3 separate regions of the Mus musculus genome follow, and regions 1 and 3 are each linked to region 2. A link is a contact called in public HiChIP or PLAC-seq and promoter capture Hi-C data. All regions are on one chromosome and are shown on one strand. The core of a region is the stretch at or near the end of the contact, and the rest is flanking DNA. Distances in the headings are between cores, read along the strand shown.

Evidence for each region. Promoter capture Hi-C pulls out the DNA fragments that hold promoters and counts their contacts. HiChIP or PLAC-seq counts read pairs in DNA pulled down with a chosen protein or histone mark.
Region 1: a contact with region 2 is called in a promoter capture Hi-C map of pre-B cells, with 5 times the contacts expected there. The contact joins the promoter of Ap2m1 here to the promoter of Tra2b in region 2. A contact is called at or near these places in 1 of 39 promoter capture datasets (pre-B cells) and 1 of 9 other capture datasets (liver).
Region 3: a FOXA1 HiChIP or PLAC-seq map of pancreatic cancer cells shows a contact between it and region 2. The contact joins the promoter of Vwa5b2 here to the promoter of Tra2b in region 2. A contact is called at or near these places in 2 of 39 promoter capture datasets (cranial neural crest and liver) and 1 of 115 datasets of contacts at active chromatin or transcription factors (pancreatic cancer cells).

Annotation. Positions count from the first base shown.
Region 1 is chr16:20,533,812-20,537,230 of GRCm38.p6, reverse strand. It overlaps Ap2m1 (adaptor-related protein complex 2, mu 1 subunit), which reads right to left and starts at 1,751. Exons shown (of 12, transcript NM_009679.3): 1 at 1,630-1,751. It overlaps Dvl3 (dishevelled segment polarity protein 3), which reads right to left. Exons shown (of 15, transcript NM_007889.3): 15 at 3,218-3,419.
Region 2 is chr16:22,264,113-22,267,380 of GRCm38.p6, reverse strand. Tra2b (transformer 2 beta) reads left to right here and starts at 1,376. Exons shown (of 9, transcript NM_009186.5): 1 at 1,376-1,640. The coding sequence starts at 1,605.
Region 3 is chr16:20,588,850-20,592,209 of GRCm38.p6, reverse strand. Vwa5b2 (von Willebrand factor A domain containing 5B2) reads right to left here and starts at 2,057. Exons shown (of 20, transcript NM_001384105.1): 1 at 1,312-2,057; 2 at 910-1,058; 3 at 660-830. The coding sequence starts at 1,048. Gm35685 (predicted gene, 35685) reads left to right here and starts at 1,608. Exons shown (of 3, transcript NR_168482.1): 1 at 1,608-2,326; 2 at 2,910-2,952.

The sequences.
Region 1 (3,419 bases), core at 502-3,001, 1.7 Mb after region 2:
GCCACCAGGCATAACCTTTAGAGCAAGCATTACCCTTCCAAGAAGGCAACGGAGCATGACCCTCTAGAAGTCTACACATTCCAGGAAAGGGTGTGCAGGGTGAGGTGGGGCTGGGAGGGAAGAGGCCCTTAGGCTCTAACACAGAGCCAGGAAGGTGGCTGAAGCAGGCACATCTTTCCCAGGCAGAGAGATAAGCAGACAAAGGAACAGAGGCCCGCTTAATAAGTTCTTTAAAAGATTTCATTTTTACCGACACACAGGTACATGCCAGTGTGCTGTATGTGTGGAAGCTAGGTGTTAGACTGAACACTGCCCTCCACCCCTCAAGCCTGAGTTAGGGTGGTACTGAGCCAAATGACATGTGCCGGGACCTGAACTCAGGTTTTCTGGAAAAGCAGTAAGAACTCTTCAATGCTGAGCCCCTTTTACAGTTATTTCTGGTTACTGTCTTTTCAAAATTTCTAAGTGTGACAAAAATTAGGTCTGTATGTAGTAGCATTAATCCTGCCATCTAAATTGTGTCTCCAAATCTGCCAAGTCAGTCACTTCTGGCCTGGTGTTTACCAAGCAATGGGCAGGGATAACAGAATGCCTCGACTGCCCAAATTATTTTGGTCAAAATTAAGGTAGAATATTTGAGTAACGGGGTTAATCTGGTTCTAGATTTCTGGATTAGTCCAGATATTAATTTCACTGAGGTTAGTTTAACAGACTTTTTGAAACTGAAAAGTTAACCCTTGAAGCCCAGTGACAAGTCCAAAGAAGGTGAGAAAGAAAATGCAAAATGGAGGTTGAGCGCTGAGCAAAGGACCAAGTCCACAGGTATCAACCTCGGGTGGGGGATGGTGTGTGTGACCTCGGGGGGGGGGGCGGTGTGTGTGTGTCCTGGACGAAAATGCAATATTTAGTTAAGGAAAGGGTTAGCTGGAATTGCTAGCAAAAGACCAGGATGACCCCAAAGCACCAAATACAGCTGTGGGAGTCCCTAAAGGTCTCCTATGGCAAAGGTCATAGGAGCTTGGGAGGAGCGAAAAACAGCGAAAAGAGATAGACAAGAAAAAGAGAAAGCTGAGAGACAGGGCCTACTCTTCTGTTAGTGAAGCATAGGGGGCTGGTGGAGTTTTTCTCAGCTGAGGGAGGAGAAGACATCTAGGCCCGGGAGATGTCACCACGGGATGCGGGGGCTGTCACAGGTCTGAGGTACAAGAGCCGTGGGGGTAAACCAGGAGGATGGAATCTCTCAGTGTTCGAGAGAGACCTGTCACTGTCCAAGGGAGTGGCACCAGGGGATGTCAATGTCCTGGGGGATGGGGAAATAGGAAACCCCGGGGTTGAGCGGTTGTCAGGATTCTAGGGATGGGGCGCCGCGCGGCGTCTCCCGCTCTAGGATTCCAGCCCTAGTCTCTTCCCGGAGACGCCTGGCGGGTCACTGGAAGGCGTTGCTCCCCGCCCTTGCTGCAATCGCGCCCAAGGCACCCCCGCCCGGTTGTCTACTCCCTCCCGGGTCTGAAGGCTGAGGCCACTCCCCGGTGCGGGCAGTTTTCCACCCAGCACCGTGCAGGGCAAGGCAGGCTACCACAGCACCCTCGTCGCCTGATAAGGACCTCTAAGTCAAGCCTCCCAGCTCACCTGGAGTCAGCAGCCCCCACAAGGCCGGCCTGGCCACTCTCGGATCCCAAGATGTCCGCCCGCCCCCAGCTCGCCTGTCTGCTGCCTCGGCTTTCACTGCAGTGCTCCCGCCCCACCCCGCCCCGATCGCAGCTGCGCCTGCGCGCTCGCCTCCAGCGGCGACTACAAGTCCCGTCAGTCCCCGCAGCTTTCAAGCTGACACATCTGAGCGCCCTAGGCTCAACAAAACTACAACTACCGACAGCCTTCAAGACAGAGAAGACGTCAGCTTTAGTGCGCCTTGCAAGCAACACGTGTCGTGATACACTCCAACCATTGTTTGCTTCACTGAGAATCACGGGAAGTGTAGTCTCTGCGACCCTTCCTGTTCCTAGTTAAGTGGGGTAGCTTTAAGAGACCAAAGCTATTTGTCGAAACCAATTGTAAATTTTGAATTACTATAGTCTTTTATTGTCTCCAGATTTCGAAGACTGGCTACTTTACAAACACAACTTGGCATAAGCTTGTTACTGCTGAATTTACTGTTTTTTTTTTTTTTTAAACACCACGTTTGATTCTCCCAAACGTGTGTGTGTGTGTTTTTATATATATATATAAAATTTATTTGTATGTATTTTATATATATTCTAGGATTGGACTGATCCCTTTCTCAGGGATAATTATCCAAACAGAAAAGCTGGGAAGGAAGACAGCTAAACGTTAATGTTTTCCTCAGCTAAATCTGTGACTGTGGTGTGATGGTGACGTATGCCGTTAATTCCAGAGTTCTGGAGGCAGAGGCAAGAGCATCTCTGTGAGTTTGAGGCCATCCTGGTCTAAATAGAGAGTTTCAAGACAGCCCAGGCTACATAAGAGACCCCTTTTGCCCTCTACTCCAGTTTAGTTGGGCATGGGATTTTAAAATCCCATTTCTCCTTTAATCCCAGCACTTGGGAGGCAGAGGCAGGAGAATTTCTGACTTCGAGGCCAGCCTGGTCTACAAAGTGAGTTCCAGGACAGCCAGGGCTACAGAAAAACCCTGTCTCGAAAAAAAAAAAAATCCCATTTCTCAACTGTGCAGTGGTGGCACATGCTTTTAATCTCAGCACTGGGGCGGGGGGGGGGGGGGGGGTAGAGGCAGGCAGCACTCTGAGTTCAAGGTCAGCCTGGTCTACAGATCAAGTTCCAGGACAGCCAGGGCTACAAAGAGAAACCCTGTCTCATAAAAACAAAAAAGGAGAGAAAAGATTTCCTATGATATCCAAACTGAGAGAATGAGGAAGAGCCAACCTGGACACAAACAGCTGTCTGATTATTGCCAAATCAGGAAAATTTGGTTTTTCTCTCAGGAGACAGAGACATCCTGCTGCCTAAACAGGCCAGAGACTTCTATGGCAGAAAGGAAGTGGGTGGGTGCTTAAATCTGGTTGCTAACCCTACTATTCCTAGCAATCTCCTTCTAAGTAGCGAAAACCCAAAAACTTCTAACTCCTGAACTATCATTCAAGGCTTCATATCTATCTTTGCAAAGGTTTTCTCTTCCCAATATACCCTAAAAGTTTGCTGGTTTAGAGTAAATTAATAATAATAATAATAATAATAATAATAATAATAATAATAATAGCTACCATTTATTGAGCACCTACTCTATTGTGTGCCAGGCACTGTGCTAGGCACTTTTCGTACAATATCTAATTCCTCACAACAACCCTGTGAGGTAGGTATTATTATCATCATTTTACATATGGGAGGACTGAGGCTCCAGAGAGGTTAAATAACTCTTTTACACAACCAAAAATGAGAGCTGGAAT
Region 2 (3,268 bases), core at 127-2,626:
GTAGCTCAGAATATTCACGGAAGCTATGTGACTGTCGCTGGGCAGTAGTGCATGCCTTTAATCTCAGCACTTGGGAGGCAGAGGCAGGTTGATTTCTGAGTTCAAGGTCAGCCTGGTCTACAGAGTGAGTTCCAGGACAGCCAGGGCTACACAGAGAAATCCTATCTCGAAAAACCAAAAAAAAAAAAAAAAAAAAAAAAACCAAACCAAACCAAACAAGAAGACTGTCAAAATGGTATTCATCTCAAGAACTCATTTGGCATGGTTTTCTATAGATATCTTCAGTGTTCTTTCATGCTATCCTTAGAGGCTAGAGGGCAGGCGGCTTCTCCCAAACAGAAATCCATTACTACAGGCCCGTTTCTCTTGAATTATTTTCTGTTTTGTGTCACTTTTTGAAGGGGGCCCGCTCATGTAGCCCAGGTTGGCCTTAAACAGCTAACTGTCCTTGGGCTCACCTCTCATGCTGCGATTACAAGGATTACAAGTGTGCACCACCCTGCCTGGCTTTCCTTTCTCCATTTCTTTCTTTCCTTTCCATTTCCCCAGGTGGGAGTCAGGGTGGGGAATGAGACCAGGTTTCTCTGTGTAATCCTGACTGTCCTGGAACTCGCTTTGTATATTCGGCTTACCTGGAACTCACAGAGATCCGCCTTAAAGGCGTGTATTACCACACCAGGCCATAGGATTGATAGTTCATAACTATAATCCCAGGATTTGGGAGGCTGACCCAGAAGGGTTAATACATTCCTAACATCAGCCTAGGCTATATAACATACACGGTGGGTTCAAGGTCAACCCAGGCAACACAATGAGGCTTTGTCTCAAACCTCAATTTGTTTGTTTGCTTTGAGCTAGGGTTTCTCCGTGTAGACCAAGCTGTCCCCAAACTCAGGGATCTGCTTGTCTCTGCCTCTTTAGTGCTGGGATTAAAGGCATGCACCATTAATGCCCGGTTTAAATTGCGAGAGTTTTAAATGGAGGTTTTATTTAGGAAGGAAAGCTCTAGAATTAAGTCTAAATAAACGGGAGGTGAGAATCCAGTGTGTGGCTGTGTTCTCTCCTAGATCATGAGAGAACAAAAGGAGAGGAAACTAGTGAGACAGAACAAAGGCATGGAGGAATGTACAACCATCTCTTCTCTTCTTCCACCCAGGACGGTTCTCTAGAAGGTTCCAGAAACGAGTGTGGCAAGGCTACGGACATCACGGTGTCCCGAGGAGACCACAACAGACGCCCAAAGGCAGGCGCACACTTTCCCGCCACGCTGTGGCCGGGTACTAGGGGAGGGGAGGGGCAGGGCGGTAAGGTAGACGTCACGTCCGGTTTGGGAAGCGCCCCTGCAGGAGAAAGCGGTTGGAAGGCGCGTCGAAGTGGGAGGGGCCAGGAAAGCGCGCCTTCGGGGGAGTGGGTGGGACCAGGTTAAAGAGCGTGGCGTCACATCCGGCAGTGTTAGACCGGTGCGGAGGTGGTGCGGAGCGTGTCGGCTTCGAGCTCCTCGCAAAAGTGTGGCGTCGCGCTAGGCTGCGGCGGAGCCTCTGTAAGGAAGGCGGGAGCTTGACAGCTTCAGGAAAGGCCCGTAGCGGTGACAGCGACCCGGAGTCATGAGCGACAGCGGCGAGCAGAACTACGGCGAGCGGGTAAGCGCGGAGTTGCGCGGGCGGCCGCGGTCCCCACCCTGCTACTTCTTCTAGGCCTCTCGGCCCGGTGCAGCCGGGTGTCGGGAGCCTGACGTGCGGAGGGAGCCGGGGCGCCGGAGGGCCTGGTGGCCGGCGCTTCTCGTCGGAGGGAGGCCGCGGGCGGGCTGTGTGCCTCGCACCCGCCACGACCGTTTTTTTTTTTTTTCCTTTCCCCCCGTTACGGGGCGGGGGGAGGCTAAAGATGGCCGCGGCGTCCGTCGGCGTTGGGGGATGGGAACGGTATCTTCTTTCGCCGTTGCTCTCCTGCGAAGCCGCGCCGCAGCCATCTTGGGCTCGCGGGCCGGGCGCGCTGCCAGAGGCACAAAATGGCGGAGCCGCCGCTCCCTGCAGCCAGGCTTTGCCGCCTCGCCACCCGGGGTCCAAGGGTGAAGCGGAGAAAAGCCACGTGTGGCCGGGAGCCTATGGGGACTGACTGATGCTTTTCGGTTGATGGAGGGCCTCCTGGTCCCGGTAAGGGACAGCTAGCTGTAGGGGGCTCTTGGAGCATCTGGAGACGGAAACGGCTGAGGGGGATTGGGGGCCCCGTTAGTTGGAGGGCTTTGTGCTACAGCGTTTCTCCCATTGTTGAGAGCTTACTGGAATAGAACGCAAGGTCGTTAGGCGTTGTTGTATAGAGCCTCCCTACCCCTGGGGGGACTTGGGAAGGAGAAACCATTGGCGACAATTGATGGCGCTATTAAACTCTGAAGTCGACGGGATTTTATTTTTAAGCTTCCACCTCCCAGAGGGTGAAAATCGGTAGAGGTTGATTAGATTGTATACAATGGGCCTGGACTAGACCCAGCCCCAAAGCTGAACAAATGAGGCGCATGTGGCGTGGCTGTAGAGTTTAGATTAAAAACTGTCACGTGAAGATGCGGAAGTCCAGGGCTCAGTGAACAGGTAATTGCAGTTTGGAAACGGCTTACAAGCATCATAAGAATGGCTGTTTTGCCCTTCCTGTACTAACGTTTTTATTTTCGCAAAAAGTTCACAGGAACACTTAACCACTAGTTCACAGTTTATTTTTTTGGTTAGTAAACTCTAAAAGGCCTTTGACGGTTTGGTAGAGAGCATTCTTGGACTTCCATGGTGAACTTGAACCCAAAAAGAGTAATTTGAACGGATGTAATCTTTTATATACGGAGATGAGTCCCTAAGACAATTTAAAGTTCAGTGTCAACCAGTGCGTGCCTTTTACCTAAGGAAAGAAAGCGATGGGGGAGTGGGACAGAATGTTGTTTTTCTGATAATGGAGAATGGGACCTAGTCTCAGTGATGGGCAAGCCCCTACTACTAAACTACATCCCAACTTGTAAGTTCGTATTGTTTGAGCTCCTAATTTCACCCACATGTACCTTACGATGTTGAGCCTGCCTTCCGAAGTTGAAGTTAGTCTGTTTAGAATTAAAAGCAAATAGTTTTTTGTTGTTGCTTTGGGACTAAATAGGTATGCATCATCATACCTGTGGAAATTTTTCCTAGTATTAGCTGTGGGTCACATTACTCAAGGGAGAAAAAAAGCAATTGAATGAAAGTGGGTACCATTTTGAAAGAGCTGAGAAATTGTTACTCCTGTTAGAGGTTTG
Region 3 (3,360 bases), core at 808-3,307, 1.7 Mb after region 2:
CAGGAGGCAATGTTTCGGGAGAGATAGACAAGCAGGTACAGTGACATTTATTCTCCCTCTTAAGTGCTCTGACTGGGGAACAAGGGGGGAGCACAGTCAATTATTCGTGGAGGATAAGGGAGAATTCCATAAGGAGAAAGCATTTGAGTAACTCTCAGAGAACAAGCACAAACACATTAGTTAGAGCCAGCGGATGGTAGAGCTGAGCAGTATAAATTGAGCTTTAGCTAGGAGTGAGAACCTGGGCTGTTAGACAGGACAGTGGATTTGATTCTGGAGCTAGTCCGTTCATAGGTTCACCGGAACTCATGTGTGTAGTCTAAGAGGCAAGGGACTGAGGAGGAGATAGCCTGCCTCAACCTAAAGAGACTATGGCTACCTGAACAGTAGAGGTCTTTGGTACCCTGTAAGCTACTTTGTGCCTATTGTGTCTGCCTGGCTGCGAAGGACAGACTCAGCCTGGGCCACATTCTTTCAGTACCAGGTTCAGGTTAGATGCCCAGTCCATGACTGCTGGATAAAGGGGTAACCAATGGATGGAAAATAAAATCAGCGTCTGGAAGAAGAAAGGAGGCTGGCGATGTTAGCGGAGGCACGAGGGTGCAAGAACCTGAGCTGGCATTCGAGGGCGCGGGCTCGGGCTCGGGCTCGGAGCTTACCCTGTGCGCAGCGGCGGGGTGTAGAGGTCCCTAGTCCCGGGCCCAGAGCGCGACAGCAGGCGGCCTGTGATCGGCGCCGGCTATGCAACTGGAAGGAGACGCGCCGTCCGGCCGCCTCGGCCTCGAAGCCAGATACCACCTCCGCCTCAGCCAGAGGGTACACGAACACGCCTGCGAGCAGGAACAGGCAGACCTGCTCTCGAACCCCACCTGGCATTTGCTACCTCCCCGCGCCCGCACCAGGTCTCACCTTCCACCGGCTGGGGCTGTGGGTTGTGGTAGGTAAGCCGGGCACGCAGGCTGAGGCAGGGTCCCTTGGCATAGGCCCGGACGCAGGAGTCGGTGAGCGGCAGCGGCGTCCAGCTGGTGGGGCAGTACAGGCCAGGCATGGTGCCCACCCTGCGTGAACAGGGGCTGGATGAGGGGCACCTCGCTCCAGCGTCATGAAAACTAGCTATGCCACCTGACCCTATCGGGTACCTGGGGACCTGGGGATGAAAGCTTGCAGAGGGAGCAAGGCTGAGTCGGGAGACCCCCCCACCCCCACCCCCACCCCCAAGCCGCAGCGTCCAAGCAGACAGGTGGCGGGGCAGATAACAAGAGGGGTGTGTGTGTGTGCAAGGATGGAAAGATGGGCATCCTCGCCCGTTACCTGGGTAGCAGGAGCAGGGAACAGCTCTCCGCAATGGGGGAATGGAGGGTTAATGGTTAACCCTCCAGTCCAGGCGTCCTCCAGTCCCGCTGCGGGTTGCGAGCCGGGGGCTTGGGGGGTGGTGCCCACAGCTGTTCCTGCACCTTCTCGGGGCCTCACCACCGCCCCCGTACCTGCCCCCTGCCTCCTGGCTCTCCACGGTTGCCAGCTGTCGGAAGTGGTGCTTCTGGAGAGATGGAAGATACTCTGGGTGGAAAGCAAAGGTTTAAAGGGCCAGCATTGCCCTAGGCGCCCCTAGCTCACAAGGGTCCCCAGGGACAGGGTGAGGTCGGGAGCTGAAAAGGCTGCAGTCTTTATCTCTCCTTGCCTTTCGTGACTGGAGTACTGAGAGAGGCTGTAGACCGTCTTGAAAGGTTGCAGTAGGAAGAACTAGAAAGGGACGGGAAAATGCGTCTCGGGAAGTCAGATGTGCAGAGGTGTCGCGGCAGCGGGAGTCCATGTCATCTGATCTAGAGCGGCTCTCCCCGCCCAGGCTGGCCTGAGACTAGGTAGCCACAGGGGATGCTACAGGGTGGGTCTTGGGATCGCCCCCTCCCTTTGGGCAGCCCAAGCCTCACCGTCACTTCTTGGTGGAGTTGTGGGGCGTCGCGACCAGACAAGAGTGGGTGATGCTTCCTCTGATGTCCAGACTGCCCCTTGTTCCTGCACCTGCGCGATCCACCTCGGAACTACCACTGAGATCCTGTGAGTCGGGAGAGGGGCGCCAGCCGGGCTGCTGGCTGGTAGTCCCGCCCGGGTTCCAAGAGGCCGCCCCTCCAGCCCGCCTCTGCCCCGCCCGCCACTGCGGAGGGGGCTGCGGCTCAGTTCCTTCGGGCACCGCACCGCCTCCGCGCGTCAGCTCAGGCCGGCAGAGCCAGGCAAGAGACCGCAGTGCAGAGAGCCAGTACCCCAGCCACTGCACGACCCCCACCAACGGCACAGTGAAGCTGAGCGCCCCCTCTCCATCCTTCTGGAGGTAAGGAGTTTCGTGAGCAAAACAGGGCGGCCGAGTCTGCAAACACATCCCCCCCTCTTCCCAACACTGCAGTGGCCCACCCACCACCACCCCGCCCTGGGTGGACTCCCGCTCACTGCAGTGACCCTCCCTCATCACCGCATCGGAAACCATTTAGGCCTCGCCCCCCACAAGAAGCAAATAGGTTATTGCAGAAACCTCCCCTTTCGCGGCATGTGCCTTCGTTTGTGTGCTCACCAAAGCGGTTGCCCTCAATCCAGTCTCCCCATCACTGCAGCGGCGTTCCCACCCGGAAGCACCCTGGGCTCCTTCACTGCAGTGTTGTTATACCCTTCCTTTTCTGGGAGTGGGGAGGATGCGCAGGACGGCTTCCTTGCACGAGGGCCTCCAGAGTAAAGCCTTCTAGCTTTCCCAAGGGTGCGGGGCTGCTCCTGTCACAGCAGTGGTCCCCGCCTCCCATTCGTCAGCCTAGCACCTAAGGTGGGGGCATTCTTGCTCAGAAAAACAGGCTCCTTGAAATTGGCAGGATTTTCGCGTGTTTCTCACTGCAAAACATTAGGAAGATCTGTAAAATCTCCTCTAGGATCTTGAGGGAAGAGTCTGGGAACCCCGGGAAGTGAGCGAAGGTAAGTATATTTGGGGTCACCCTTACAAGCACTCCTAAAGATGCCCTATTCCAATTCTGCAAAAAGAAGTTAAGGAGTGCTGTAGGTGGGAGCAGTCAGAACTGTGAGATTGAGGTAAGAGAGTTTTTGTTTGTTTTACATATAGACACCCAATAACTCACACCATTTGTTAAAATTACTATTTGGAGCCATGCAGTGGTGGTGCAGGAGAACTACACAGAGTTGGAAAAAAGCAAAACAAACAAATACAAACACACACACACACACACACACACACATACACACACACAATTAGGGATGGCTCAGTGGGTAAGGGTAAAAAGCACTTTGCTGACAAACCTGATAACCAGAGTTTAATTCCTGGGATCCACGTGGTGGAAAGAGAGTATTGACTCTCACAGGTACACG